Linked DNA regions of Mus musculus: region 2 is linked to region 1. A link is a contact called in public Hi-C data. All regions are on one chromosome and are shown on one strand. The core of a region is the stretch at or near the end of the contact, and the rest is flanking DNA. Distances in the headings are between cores, read along the strand shown. Region 1 has its middle 150 kb from the start of Gm31408. Region 2 overlaps Barx2 (BarH-like homeobox 2).

What was found. Hi-C and Micro-C count contacts between places; a contact is called where the count stands out from the background.
Region 2: a Hi-C map of uterus shows a contact between it and region 1, with 1.8 times the contacts expected there. The contact joins two enhancer-like sites. A contact is called at or near these places in 3 of 484 Hi-C or Micro-C datasets (nephron progenitors and uterus) and 1 of 115 datasets of contacts at active chromatin or transcription factors (pancreatic cancer cells).

Annotation. Positions count from the first base shown.
Region 1 is chr9:31,705,678-31,713,041 of GRCm38.p6, forward strand. No RefSeq gene overlaps it. Among named protein-coding and RNA genes, the nearest start is that of Gm31408, 150 kb to the left of the region's middle. Within about 2 kb of position 4,529, at least 7 of the 459 cell types and tissues checked have an H3K27ac peak or open chromatin away from gene starts, as enhancers often do. A contact at or near this core is called in uterus, where this site is marked.
Region 2 is chr9:31,844,821-31,852,184 of GRCm38.p6, forward strand. It overlaps Barx2 (BarH-like homeobox 2), which reads right to left. Exons shown (of 4, transcript NM_013800.2): 4 at 1,224-2,235. The coding sequence ends at 1,969. Among named protein-coding and RNA genes, the nearest start is that of Gm31497, 57 kb to the right of the region's middle. Within about 2 kb of position 4,496, at least 11 of the 459 cell types and tissues checked have an H3K27ac peak or open chromatin away from gene starts, as enhancers often do. A contact at or near this core is called in uterus, where this site is marked.

The DNA of each region.
Region 1 (7,364 bases), core at 3,279-5,778:
TTTGAAATAGAACTCCCAGGAATGAGGGGATCATAGAGAGAATATTTGGGACCACATGACGGGATTAGAGTTTCTGCACAGAACCCAGGGGGGCTGTTTGTGAAGGTACAATGCAGTTGCAGTGTAGACGTCAGCATTTTGGAGATGCTAGTACCATGGGATGATTTCAAGACCAACAGCTCTTGTGGAGCAGAGCTAACTTGAGCCTAGGAGGCAAACTGTGTGCTGTGGCAAGTCCTAGAAGATTAACACGCCCAGAAATCTGACATTGAACTTCGGGATGTTGGATCTGAGGTTTGCTTTTCTTTGATTATGATCGTGCCTGGTTCTTTCCTTTTGGAGTAAGGGAGTATATAACTTAATATTTATTTTATAGGAACCTGAAGTTGAGAGACTTTGAACTTCTGAATGGACTTCGGAGTTTTAGAGCGCCTTTGAATATTTTAAGAGAATAAACTTTTAAATAACTTGAATTCTTAAGGCTTATGGGACCTTTGAAAGTTGAAATCTTATATTGTGATACTGATATTAATGTGAGATATTGGGGATGTACAACAAAGGAAAAGTTAAAGTTTAACAGTCTGTGTTTACCTCTCAAGTTGACAAAGAGCCAATCGTCCTGGTTAGTTTGTTTGTCAAATTGTTATATGCTAGAGTCATTTGGGGAAAGGGACTCTCAATTGAGGAAATGTCCCCATTAATTGACGTATGGGCAAGCCGATGGAGGCATTTTCTTAATTAGTGACTGATAAGGGAGGGCCCAGCCCATTGTGAGTGGCACTACTCCTGGCCAGGTGGCCCTGGAATGGTATATGAAAGTAAACTGGGCAAGCCAGGAAGAGAAAGACAGTAAGCAGCACTCTTCCGAAGCTTCTGCTTCAGCTCCTGCCTCCAGGTCCCTGCCTCGAACTCCTACCCTGAAGTCCTTCAGCGATGAACTATGCTATGGCAGCGAGACAACCCTTTCCTTCCCAAGCTGCTATTGGTAGTGGTGTTTTATCATAGCCATAGAAAGCCAAGACTGATAAAGACAATCAAGCAAACATCGTCTGCCCTGACGCTGCCCCTCATGAGCAAATTTCCAAGTTAGACTGCACATTCCACTGGCTCCCACTCTTCTCTGCCTGCTGTTTTATTTCTGTTTCTGGCTAGCTTACACTGTCTCGCCACAAGCCCTTCTTCATCTCCCAAACTGGCTTAGCTCACCAGCGCTCGATCAGCAGTAAGTGTTTCAGATGAATGCAGCAGTATTTTCCCCTGAGCTACCGTATGAGGTGTCACCAGACTTGTCACTAAAGGGTCAGGAGCAGACCTTGCAGAAGGAATCACACAGATTTGGGAGTTCTTTGTTGAGTTGCCCTCCCCACCCTCCCACCCCCCCGTCCCCAGCCTAGCCAATAGGGCTGTTCCCATGTGCTTAATTAAGAACGTCCACTCCTTCCTAGGGATCCCTCCAGCTTCTGCACTCTGCTTCTGTTTTGCTTTCTCTTTTTAAGCTCCAGCTCATTTGGTTTCTGAGGTGCACGCACATCTACTCCATGTTTTCACGCCTTACATAATTTGTCACTAATAATCACAGTTTGTGCTAACACCAGGCACTTTCTGATCCATTATGTCCTGGCCTGTTGAAGGAGACACCCCAGAATTATTATCCCACACTCCGTTGCATGGTCTCAAAGAATGACTTGTCTTAGCTGAGGTCACACTGTTGGCGTGTGGCGGGCCTCGGGTTTCCATAGATCATCAGGACTTCCTGAGCTCTCTGCTTAACGCTGTTAAAAGCATTGGCACTGTTTTCCTCAAGCATACGATTGCCCCTGATGTAAACAAAAGCAAGAAGGCTGTGTAACTGAGGTGGCCACAGAAAAGAAACAACTAAAGAATGTGATGGCCAACCCCATCAGAACCTCTGCACTGTTGGAGGGCAGCTTCTCCAAAGAGCTGACCAGAAGTGTCAGATGTCCAACACAACCTTCCTAGAATATTACAGTCTTTCTTCTTGTGTGTGGTTTGAGGGCCTCGCCACTCCAGCAGGGTCTTAGATGCTCCTCCTGCCTTCCTCAGCCTTGTCCAGGAATTTCTCTCCCACAGTACTCTGTATGTGGAGACTCGGGGACTTTTCACCAGGTTAGGGAAGACGTCTCTTCTTAGAGGACTTAAATACAAGCCTTCAGTTGATTTTGAATTTGTACCTCTAGTAAAACAAAATCAAAGACCAAAAGCCAGACCTTAAAGCAGAGAAGGGAGACAGGCCTTTTGGACATGTCACATGTCATCCCAGGTGCCTTTGAGGTGCTCCTGTGAGACAGGCAAACACCTCTTCTTGTCGCTAATGGCTCACAGCCTCTTGGCCTGAGTATTTACTGCTTTTGCATGACTCCCCTTGGCAGGAAGTAGTGCATTGTAAACATCAGGAGGGAGAGGAAACACAGCAGCTCCCACAGTGCGTAGAGCACTAGCGCCAATCCCGCTAGGATGCGGCTTTCCTTGCATCCGCATCACTGCTGAGCCAGTGATGAGGGCCAGGACCCATCACAGGCCTAACCCTGCCCAAGGCACTTTGTAGTCTCCCTACAAACAATCTTCACCCTAGCTAAACAGTGTGCAATGGGGAGCCATTCCTTGCACTGTTCACAGGTCTACGGGATTTTTCCTCCTCTCAGAGACCCATGAAGGGAACGGGCCAATCAGCCACTTCTGTGCTGTGGCCATTACAGGAGACTAAGCCTGAGAAGACTAGCCCCTCCCCCAAAGCCACTGAGCTTTGAGGAGAGGGGTGGGGCTCAAGGGAAGGAGGAACAGGAAATGGAAATTTAGTTCAGCTAAGTCTAAACCTCATTTAAAATATATTTTGGTAAGGCTCCAATTAATGCGTCTCAACAGGACATTTTTTTTTTTACAATGCTCTAAATGTAAAAGTTGGAAAGAGAATCCAAAAGAAAACAGTCTAGCTGTACCTAAAGCCTAAAATAAGCTCAAAATGATCTTAATTATTTAAGTACCTCAGGCTAAGTGAAGTCTGAATGCTTTGTAAGGACAAATGTGTTTCAACCTTCTCAATCACCAAAAAAATTAAAAAAGCTCTAGAGGGTGACTGGGGGCAGCGGGTCACATCTCAGGTGGGCCACCATCTAAGTCCATGGCTCTAAGTACAGTCAGCTGTCACCTGGGGATAGTGAGGCGAGCCCTGGCCTTCTTCAGACTTCTTTGGAGACTTGATGTATATTGCTGTCTGAAAAAAAAACAAGAGTCACATGGTCTACCTGTGTCGGGTGTCGAGGAGGGTGGGTGTCCGTGGGACTTTCCAGCACATGATTGGCCACACCCACCCTCTGTTCTCTTCATGGTTTTTATGTGCCTGGGACTCAAATGTCTTGCTCTTCATCAATCTTGTCTTTTTGGGTTGGTTTGTTTATTTGGTTGGTTTTGTTTTGCAGGGCTAGCGATTGAACCCAGGGCCTCACTGAGGCCAGGCAAGTGCTCTCTCTACCTGGTCCTCGTTTTGCTTCTTTTTCCTTTTTAAACCGGGACCCTGTTTGATTAAGCTACCCATCATGAGTGGCCTTGAACTCATGATCTTCTTGATCAGCCCCTCACATGGACTACCTTGGATTATAGGCCTGTGCACTAGGCCTGGTTCATAGTTTCTTTTGAAATTCCATTCTCTGATTCTAGGCCTTTATGAAGACTTCCCAAAGACTTTCTTGGCTCACCGGTATCCAGAAAGGCCGGCAGCAGAGAGAAGTTCTGAGAACAAGTCAGAGGAGAGATGAGCACCACGCTCCCTTCCAGAAAGTCACTGGCAGCCTTGGAGCTGAGAAGCCTTGTGGTATCAAGGCTGATGTAATGGGATCCTCAGCCTCTTGGGATTTTCATAACTAGTTTGATCACACAAGCTTCTTTTTCAGATATTACCTATTAATAACCTCAAATGCAGCTTAAAAATGCCATAGAGGATGATGGTGAGGAGGAAGAGGAGGAAGAAGAGGAGGAGGAAGAGGAGGAGGAGGACAACATGGTGATAATATCTACTAGTTAAATCCTTTTTGCATGTCAGGCATAGACATTTAATTCCCAAGCAATCAGATGAGACAGATGGCAGAGCCAGACAATGAGACTGACCAAAGAGTATTTCACCCAAAGTGCCATAGTTAGTAGGCGTGGAACTGCTCTGTAAAACAGGATTGTGCATACAAACTCACTTTAACGGGCCTTTCCTAATCTCCACACATATGAGCCTGTGTTGTGACATCACTCAGAGGCTCAGACTGAAGCGGTTCATCTCTATATGGCAGAGTTTATAACTGGATGGGTGGGCTTTCAAGCAGCCCATAAAATAGTCTTGTATATGTTTCTCTGCACAGAATATCTAAGAGAGGGAGCGATTTGAACCACCATGGCTCCACCAGGCAGCAGCCATGAGAAGTTTGGAACAGGCCAAGGCTACTCTGGTAATGAATTTACCCCTCTGCCAGCTTCAGAGCCTTACATTCTTGGTGCTCAAAGCTGTTTTGGTTGCCTGGCTTCTCTTCTCAATAATGGAAACCTGTTGTGGTGCCTGTTGCTATAAACACATCCATTTGCATAAGTATGTGACATTGTAAACGTTCCTGAGAGATCTTATCCACATTGTTGGCAGTAGGCCCACCAAAAAATTACAAAGACAAAAAAAAAAAAACAAAAAAAACCCAGGTAGGTGCACAGACAATGTGTATGCTATTTGACTGAAAGAGAAAAAAGACAAAGCTCACTTCTGCTCCCTGTGTGGGTGGATGGGGGCAAGAAATGGAACTAGTACCCAACCCAGAGAGCATCGCTTGCTTTGTTATGCTTTGAAATTATTTAAGAGTTATTTTTCTTGTAACTCCTAAGCCACCTGTCACACTTGAAAAGACAGAATGGAACTATTAAGATTGCGTAAATGGATTTGTGCTGCAGACTCAGAACAGGAAGAAGTTTACAGATCCACAGTGTTGACAGGTGACATCTTGTAGCTGAGGGATCTGAGGCTGGTGACCTACACAGGACAGTGACAGTCCAGCTAAAGGCAGACCAGGCTCCTTGTCACTTCCCCAATCACTCCAGACAAATAATCCACCCCACCCCCACTTTCAGGCACTAAAATGTACAAACATTTTACTACGACAAAGAACCGAATCCTTTGGCATCAAAGTCAACCAAGCCTTGAGTCCTGCCTCCCTGACGTCCGTGTATCCTCTCCAGCTCCGTATTAGTCAATCCATTAGGGCCACCAACCCTGCACTAGTGGGACTAGTGTGCTTTCTAACATAGCCTCTTGGAACCCCTAAAACCCCCTAATGAGGTAGGTGTTATTATCTCTGCTATTTGGATGTGGAAATTAAGTCAAATAATGTGCCCCAATTACACAGCTGGAAGGGAGACTGCGATTAAGCCTAGGCCCTGCTGAGTGGGAGGTTTGGTTTCATCAACTTCGTGGACTATTGAAGAGACAGAGAGTACACAGGAAGTTCCCTTGCCCACACGGGGTGCTTTGCAAAGCCAGATCCTACCGGCTGATGTCCTCCATCCCCTGCCCTAAATCCAATAGCCAATCTCTTACTCTGTTAGGGTTTATTCTACTTTTATAATATTTATATTATAAAATATATACTTATATTTATATTTTTATATTACTCCAAATGACCTTTGTTTGAGATGGCTTTGAACATCAGCTTCATTCGTGACAGTAGCCCCAGGACACCTACTTCTGAATTTCCTTATACTTGCCAAGCAGATCGCCGCTCAGGATGCCCAGGTATTAAAATTCTGCAACCCGTCACCATCCTGAGCAACCACAGTTTTGTGTGATGGCTGCTTGCCCGTATCCACTGGTCTCCCTGTACGCATCAAGAGATCTACAACCCAACTGTTAAGCAACAGGACTCACTACAAGGGAGAGCTGGAATGGAAAAGGTAGAAAGGGAATAAGGAACCCAAGAAGCCCGGAAGCCATGGGCTTGGGCCATGTTCTCTGTGGGAATACCAGCTCGTGCCTGTCCCTCTGGTTCACTGCAGGGCTTCCCCAGCCTTACTCTAAGCAGGGCGACAGAGCTGAGTGTAGACCCTGAGACTCCATCAGAAACACCATTCTTCCTTTTCCACTTCCATATCCACCTGGCAGTTGCCTCCAGGCAGTGCCCCTTAGCCTGGAGCACCGGTGTCCAGTGGCAGAGGATGCCTGCGCAGGCGGAGGTGAGTCGCTGGGAGAGGCAGCCACAGACCTACAAGAGTTGATGTCCAGGATAATGGAAGTGAGGAGATAATGGTGAGGGAGAGAATTAGTGTTTACTGAGCACATACTATCTGCCAAGAACTTGACAGCTGTAATCTTATTTAATCCTCACAGAAATCCTATGAGGTAGGAATTATGATCCCTTTTGTGCCAATGAGGAAACAGAGGGTCAGTAAGGTTAGGTAACTTCCCTGGGGTCACGTGACTCCTGGGGTGGAGCCAGAATCAAAATGCTTGTCTTTTGATTCTTAATTCTATGGTCTTTTCTGTGAGCTTTAGTAGCCTATGCGATCAACTCCAAAGTGCTGACTCCTTCTCTTGTGCGTGTTGCCTGGTGAAGCTGAGTAACTGCTCAATTTTTCAGCGTCCAAAAGTGCAAACAGAGATACAGTGCGGGTCTCCCAGGGTGCCTGTGGCCTTAGTAAAGTGCGCATATGCAATGCTTAGCACAAAGCCCAACCTGCTTCTCACTCGGCTTCCTCTGAGTTCAAAAAAAAGAAGGAAAGAAAGAAAGAAAGAAAAAGAGAGGGAGAGGGAGAGAGAGAGAGAGAGACCTTTGCTTTTCCCCACTGTCCTGTCTTGTGCCTCAGTTCCTTCACCTGTGAAATGAGTATCGAATAATATAAATACGATTCCTAATCTTCACAGCAGGATGCCCTTATTCTACTAATTGACATTTAGTTCAAGTTTGTCCTCCTGCCCTGAGCTGAAGCGCCCTGTGGATTCCCTATCTTACAGCACCATGGCTGTACCCTGGGCCCAGGCTTGTTTCTGCACTGTATAATCCTTCCTTTAATTTCCTCTGCCAGTTTGAACTTGGCATTTCTCTCAAGAACATTTAGAACCTCAGCTCATCCATAAAACCATACTGGCAACCTCGCCCGGGGCTAGCTCCCCTTGGCTAACTCCCCTTCCTATAATTTCCCCGACATGTTAAGCCCACTTTGAGTCCCACAGTTCCCAAATGGCTTCCACCATCTCCTGGAAGTGTCTTTGATTCACTCCCTTCCCCAAAAGTCTACTCGCCAAGGGCAAGAACCTTGTTTGTTGTTCCGTTGTAGTGGCGGGAATGCCAGCAAGGTCCTGGATCATTTCCTCCGTTCTGATGGTG
Region 2 (7,364 bases), core at 3,246-5,745, 140 kb after region 1:
CGGAGGCCAATCCTTAACCCCTTTGTCTGTTCACGGGAGTAAAAAGAAAGACCTCTTCCTCTGCTTTTCTCAGCAGCAAAGATGTGAGGTGGGCCTTGGTGGCATCAAAGCTGTGTGGTTGCCCTGACTGCTTGTCAACGGACAGATACAAGGAGCCAGATGGCTGCACAGGGGCAGATTTTTGTCTGCTTGGCTCTGAAGTGTGTTGTATGACTGTTTCACAGAGACAGTAGCTGGGACTCTGTTAGTAGCTGTCTGCTAGCTTCCAAGCCTACATATTGGTAGAGGTGACAGTAATGGATGACTGGCCAGCCACTAAGTAGGTCCTGAAGGGCATCACAGGGAAACAACCTTATAGGTGACCCTGAAAAATCAGGCCTCACCACCAGAGTGTATGAAAGCCAAACGAACCCTCCCTTGTGATATTCGGTGCCCAGGGCTTCCTGGTCTTGCTGAAAGTGAGGGATGGATACTACCTTTTGTTTGTCTTCCTCTGATGCTTACAGGCCCCTTGCATGTAAGAAAGCACTTCCACTGGGCACCAGCCCTAGGGCCTTGGCACAGCTGGGTAGTCCATTTTTAAGTCTTCTTTTCTCACAAGTTGGATACTTAACCAAGAAAAGCTGGGGAACAAATGTGAAACCAATACCGGGGCTGAAAGGTTTGGATAGAAGCAAGGCTTATCTTTATAGTTTTGACCTCAAAAAGCTTTTCTCTCATTTAGCTATTCGATAGGGCCAGCCTGCAAGACAGCTGATTGGGTAAAGTCACCTGCCTCCACGCCTGATGGCTTGTGTTGAATTACCAGGATCTACATGGTAGAAAGGTAGAGCTGACTTCCATAATTTGTCCTCTGGCCTCCACACACAGTGGCATGAACATGCAACACACACACACACACACACACACACACACACACACACACAAACGTCCGCACACACATAAAAATAAAATAAATAAGTATATATTTTTAAAATACACAACGTTTAAAATTGAAGCCCCCATCTGTGCAGCTGCTGGCCATGGATTAGCTTGGTGGGGGCAGCCCAGCTGCTCGTGACCACCGCAGCACTTCAGTGACTCCCGTCCTTAGGCGCTCGTGGTGTGGCCCGGCCTTTTGCTTTGTAGATGGGAAAAGAAAGATCCAAAGAGAGTGACTACCTCTCTCTCCATCGGACACTTCTCTAAACAAACCAACAAATGAACAAGCAAACAAGACAATCCTCCTGAAAGATGTATTTTTAATTAAAAAATAAAAGTTATCTTAACATATCTGCATTTGCAGCTTCCAGGAGGGCAACTTCACGAAGCAGGGAAGCCAAAGACCATCAGGTCTGTCGGCACCTGACCGTCTCATAAAGGCGCAAAGGCACAGGGGTCTCCAAACAGACAAGCAGGGCTCTGAGATGTCCCTCGTAACTCACAACTCCCTCCAACTCCTTTTTTTTTCTTTTCTTTTTTTCTTCTTTTTTGTCTGCCTTTAACAGCTTTCCCCACCCGACCCCACCCTCAAAAAAAAAAAAATTCAATTCTCTTAAAACTACAGAAATAAGCGCCGAGTCAGCAAGGAGTCTGGGCAGGTCTCCCGAGCACTTCCACCTACCTCTCTCTGCTTGGCTGACCTGTTGCCCAGAGGAGAGCAAGGAGGGAGAAGAGCAGCCCTTGCTGCAGGCCAGCGGAGCTGCTGTAGCCAGCCCTGCAGCTATCACCCAAGCCTGGGCAATCAGATCCAAGGCGCTATCTCCCTTACAGAAGGGTATCTGTGCCTAACACAGCCTTGCAAGAAGGTTAAGTCCCACACAATCGAGTCTTCATCAAATGCTTCCGATGAAAATGACGCTGGGACGTGGGAGACCAGAAGTGCTCCTCTACCCACGTTACTAGTCTTTAGAGGTCTTCTCTCCCTCATTCTCCTTGCCTCTCTCTTCCCTTCTTCCCAGCTCCCCCTTCCCCTCAAAGAACTTTATTTTAGCTTAATGGTGGGGGTTCAGAGGAAGCTTCTGATAACTCCTGGGGCTGGTGAATAGGTTCTGCCACCTCCAAGGGGACAAGGCACGCTTTGGGCTCCTGGGTATCACAGGGCTCCTCCTGTCTCTCCGAGGATTCCAGCAGCTCCTGGCTCTGAGCCTGGCTGTTCATCTTCTCTTCAGCTTCAATCTCCTCTGATGTGGGAATGGAATTCTTCTTAGGGCGCCCCTTAGGTTTTGTGGGTGCTTCCTGTCCACCTTTAAGGACCTATGTGGGGGGGGGGGGGGAAGAAAAGTTATTGAATCCATGAAATCCCTCCACCCGGCTCCTGGTCCACCCTTACACAGCAATGTGTAGTTTCCCTCCAGAGAGCAAAGCCACAAGGTTTGGCCACATGTATTTTTCCCTCACGGGTTAGGATTTTACTTCATGGTTGCCCCACTACTTTTGGACATACACTGAAGTCAGATTATCACGTGGAAGAACGGAACCAGTTGCTGGTTTCATGGGATCAGGAAGCAAAGAGAAACAAAGGAGGAGCTGGGGTCTCAGTGTCTACTTTCCAATGACCTAACTTCCTTCCGCTGGGCTCTATTTCTTAAAGCCTTTAACTTTCCTCCACTGCTGACAGCATTACAGGCTAGGGATGGAGCCCTCTTCCTGCACATGGACCTTTGAGGCCACTCTAGATCCAGACTAGAGAACATCTCCAACTCACTGTTCCCCTTCTCCGTTTGCACAGAAGCTCCGTAAGGACAAATCTCTCCTGACCAAGACCTTTCTATGTAGACACTGGGTATTTATTGACTCTGTTTCCTTCTTCAAAACCAGAAGAGGACCTCCTTGGGCTGAACTTCAAGAATGAGTGCAGTAACTCATCAAGCCTTAAGTTCTTATTAAAACAGCTTTGAGATATAATTTGCACTCATGCTTCATATATTTAAACTGCCCAATTTAACAATGTTTAGCATAATTGCTAACTTGGGCAGCTATCACTCAGTGCAATTTTGGATCATGTTTCCTCATCGCCAATGGAAACCTTATACCCATTAGCACCAAATCATCACCCTGCACCTCGGTGATCAGCCGTCTTTCCACATAGGCAGAACCATAACCTGTGGCCTTTGCTTTGCTTCACTCGGCCCAGCATCCTTAAAGTCCGTCTATGTTTTAGCACATTCAGAAAGTAATATTCACCGTATGTCTGTATCAGTTTGCTGACTCCCTCCCTTATCAGCTGACAGACACTCAGATCACACCCACCTTTAGGCTCCTCAGTGAATAATGCTGTCATGAGCATGGGTGAATAGACACTGCTTCAAGTTTCTGCTCGAGCCTCTTTCCGGTCTGTACCAGAAATGGAGTGTGCCAACTCTATGATTAACATTCTGGGGACTCTTGCTAATGTAGCCGTGCCACTGGACATTCCAACCAACCATGCATGTGGATTCCAGGTCTCCACTTCCTCACCAATGCTTGTAATCAATCCTTCCTGATTATGGCCGTCCTAGCTAGTGCGAAGGAGGGTCTCAGTGTGGGTTTCATTTGCAGTTCCCTAATGGCTAACAACGCTGAGCAGCTTTTCATGTGATCTTTTTAAAAATAAATTCTAATTAAAGATAATGATATCACTTCCTCCTTCCCTTCCTCCAACTGCTCCCGTCTACCCCTCCCCATGTTGGTCTCTCTTTCAGATTCATGGCCTTCTTCTCTTTCTTAATTGTTGAGATACATTGTACATAAGTATGCAAGTACAGCCTGCTCAACCTGTATACTGCTTCTTTTGTGCATATGATCTCAGGGCAGACCATGCACACATCAATTTGTCTGTTTGAATTGTCTCCTTAGAGTAGAGTATGAGAGATTCTTAAAAATAATCTAATTCATGTCCCTTATCAGATAGAACATTTAAAAATATCTCTTACCATGCTGAGGGCTCTCTTTTCCTCTCTCTCTCTCTCTCTCTCTCTCTCTCTCTCTCTCTTGTCTTTTCACTTGGTGATGGTATCCTTCACAGCAGAAAAGTTTTTAATTCTCATAAGATCCAACTTAATTTTTCTGTCCCTAGCGATTTTTGTGTTGTACATAGAAAGGCATTGTTTAACCCTAAGCCAAGAATATTTACTTATGTTCTCTTCTAAGGCTTTTATGGTTTTAGTTCTTATGTAGATCTGTGATTTGTTTTGAGTTAATTTTTGGCGTACAAGAGCCAGGAAAACTGTATAGTCTCAACCAACATCTCTTTCCACCTGCAATTCTTCTTGACTTATTTGAACCCTCCAGACAGCTCAAAGGGAGGTATGAAGTGACCTTCAACAAGGTATAGACACTAACTCTGGAGAGAAGACACCCGTGTGTTCCTTCTTGGGTATGTCAGTATCTGATCTTGATGTCAATGCTTTTGAAAGTGCCTGACTGTGCCAAGACAGAATCTTCCTGTTGAAAGCAGTTCCACTGGGTATGAAAGAGGTTATACAAAAAGCAGTTGCTCCATGCAGTAATCAAGTTAGAAAAGGGCAGGTCTCAGGAAGCCATCTAATTGGCAAAAGAAAGTCCAGCCCAGCAATTACAGAACACCACCCACACAGCTTGGATCTACCCCACCTGGCTGTTTTCCTACAGCATGAAAAAAAAAAAAAAAGTCAAAACAATCAGACCATTTTCTAAATGGAATAAAACATTCCAGTGCAAGCAATAATTAGGAGATAACTACCCTCCTGGCTGCTTTCCCCATCGACCTCTGGCCCCCTGCCTCCCAGCGCACCTGAGACGTGCAATTATCCGGAACCCGCCCTGCACCAGGCCTGCACACTCACAAGCACCCTGCAGCCCTCTCCAGGGGCTTGCTTCCCCACCGATTCCTAGACACAGGTTGTTCCTTAGTCCAGAGAGGCCAGGCAACCCACTGGGCATGAGGTCATGTGCTTCTCTCTGTCTCTCACAAAAACACCTAGGGTGTGGCACTTCATTAGCCCCATTGATCTGCAGTCCTCCTCCGGACCCTACATCTAGGCATTTGAACATGGATGAAGATGTCAAGATGGCTCGTCTTGCTTTCTTCCTGAGGTATTGAGATGGGGTTCAGGCAGTTACCTCTGAGAGAATAGGATGACAGTAAGAAGGGTGCATCTTCTTTACTTCCCCCTTCCAGACAGAAAGTGTTCGCAGGGATCAAGGCGAGCCAAGGGGGGCGCTGGACTTAAATGTAAGACTCCAAACGTCTCCAATCTAGCATCCTTACCAGCATTTCTTTCTGCTTAATGTATAGGAGCTCATAAAACTCACCACTGACCATTCTGTTCCCTATTTGTCCACACTCTCCTACCAGAAGCCAGGCTTGTGAACTTGGGGACCGTTTGTTTTTCTCTCCCCTCTCCTCTCCAGCACAGTTGGGACCACTGAATCGATGATGCTGAGATAAAAGTCTGGGCTCTCCGACATGAATCTCTCCCATAGCATTGCCAATCACATTTGCTGTTTGTCCCAGCCTGATGACCCCATGGTCCATGTACTCAGGACTCCTCTCGACTGAAAGAGAACTTGAGGGGGGTCCTAGAAGCCTGTAGAAATTCACTTTCACCTTCCTATCATGGCCTCTAAAAGTTTAGATTCTTTGAAAACATGGATTTTGTTGACAATAAACACTAAAATCCACAATAGCTAAAATTCCCTTCTCAGCATCCCATGTGGCAAGCACTAGCCTAGGTATTTGTAGGTGGCATTTCAGATAGCACAACTCTGTGAAGTAGATGTGAGACTTTACCAAAGAGACATACAGTAACCTGTCCAGGGTCATAACTGGTAACAGTTTCCCTGAACTGTTCACTCTCTGGAAACAATGTAAAATCAAGTGACACCCACGTGTGACACCATAGTCTTTCCACATTCTGGAGTGCGGTTGGGTCCGCTTTCAGAAGAGAACTGAGCGTTAATACTGCAGACCACTGAAAAGTGAGACATTATCGGCCTGATACAAATGCTGTGGATCTCCAAAAACAGAATATGGGATAAGCATCCCATCTCATGTGCAAAGTTAAATTTACTCAACCCGCTATAGGTTACACATGCTGACCAGTCAAAACTAGTTAGAGATCCTATCTGGCTCTTGGCAGCTTTGTCCTTGGCAGCCTCGAGAGTAAGTCTGAGAATCAAATGCTAATCTTTTTCCAGTTCCAATTAGGTTACTAGCCTTGAGACATCTTTATTACCCAATTATCTTTTTCTTTCCTTCTCAGTACCTGAAGAGATAGCCTTGAAAGAGTTTTTAGCAGGGAAATATATGAGGCAATCCAGAGCTCAACAATGCCCTGCTGTTCTGAGGGAGTCTGAACTCAACACTCAACTGCACGCCATGCCTTGTGTGTGGCTCCCGCCATTCTGAAGTTCCTTCTGCCCCTTCTTTCTGCCTGAAGCTCATTCCCCACCATTGCTAGACACACTGCCATCCATCCACTGAAACCAGCTTACAGGCACCTCTTCCACACAGCCCTACCTCCTCTTCTCTGCTCCGGAGGCAGCATGTCCACCCTTCCTCGGTTTCCCTGACTATTCGGTATAACTTAGCTTTCAGGTCTGTCTCAACGACTCAACTGAAAGTATTTTTATGTTCCCTGTGTTTTAATTGATATTTTTAATTAGCATATAAAGCGTTAACTTCACTAAGTATTTTCAAACATCAATTGTTTGTGATGGCTTTCCTCCCTTCCTCCGTCTCTGCCTCCCCTCGCACTCCTCACCTCATCCTTCCTGCCCCTTCAACATCCCCTTCTCCTCTCACAGGCCTTTTAGGTTTCATTTCTTACACCCACCTCACAGCCACCACATGGACATGCAAGTAGCTCAGCTTGTCACTTCAACCTGATATGAATTAACTGGTCCACTTGCTGTTGCTAACATGAACAAAACTAAAAGCTTGGCTCTCTTCTCTCTGGAAGGGACCTGAATTTGGCTTGCCTAGAAGGTTCTCTGATGTTAAATCTACTGAGTTACTTCCATTTTGAAGTGTATGGCTGATTACTATCATCAGGTACTCTGCAACTGCACCGGCAGTAGAGTGCCTGATGAAAAACAGGTGATGTCAGAGCCCAGGGTGCACAGGTCGTCCCACGGGGGGGCGGGGACTGGGTGGTGCTGGCCGAGAGGACAGGTTGTCAGTTCGTTATTCGTATGACTCATGCAAAGATTGCTGATAACCAATTTAAACAATACTCTGCTGCTCAGGAGACATTGATTTCCACAATGGTGATTGGTGAGGAAAGAGGAAGGTGGTGGAACTTAAAAGAAAAGGAACCCAAGGGACGTGCCCCAGATGGGCAGGGAGGGGCACCCAGGGGAATGTGGCCCAGCACCTCTCACTCCCAAACTCGGTTCCTTTAGAGAACAACACCCACCCACCC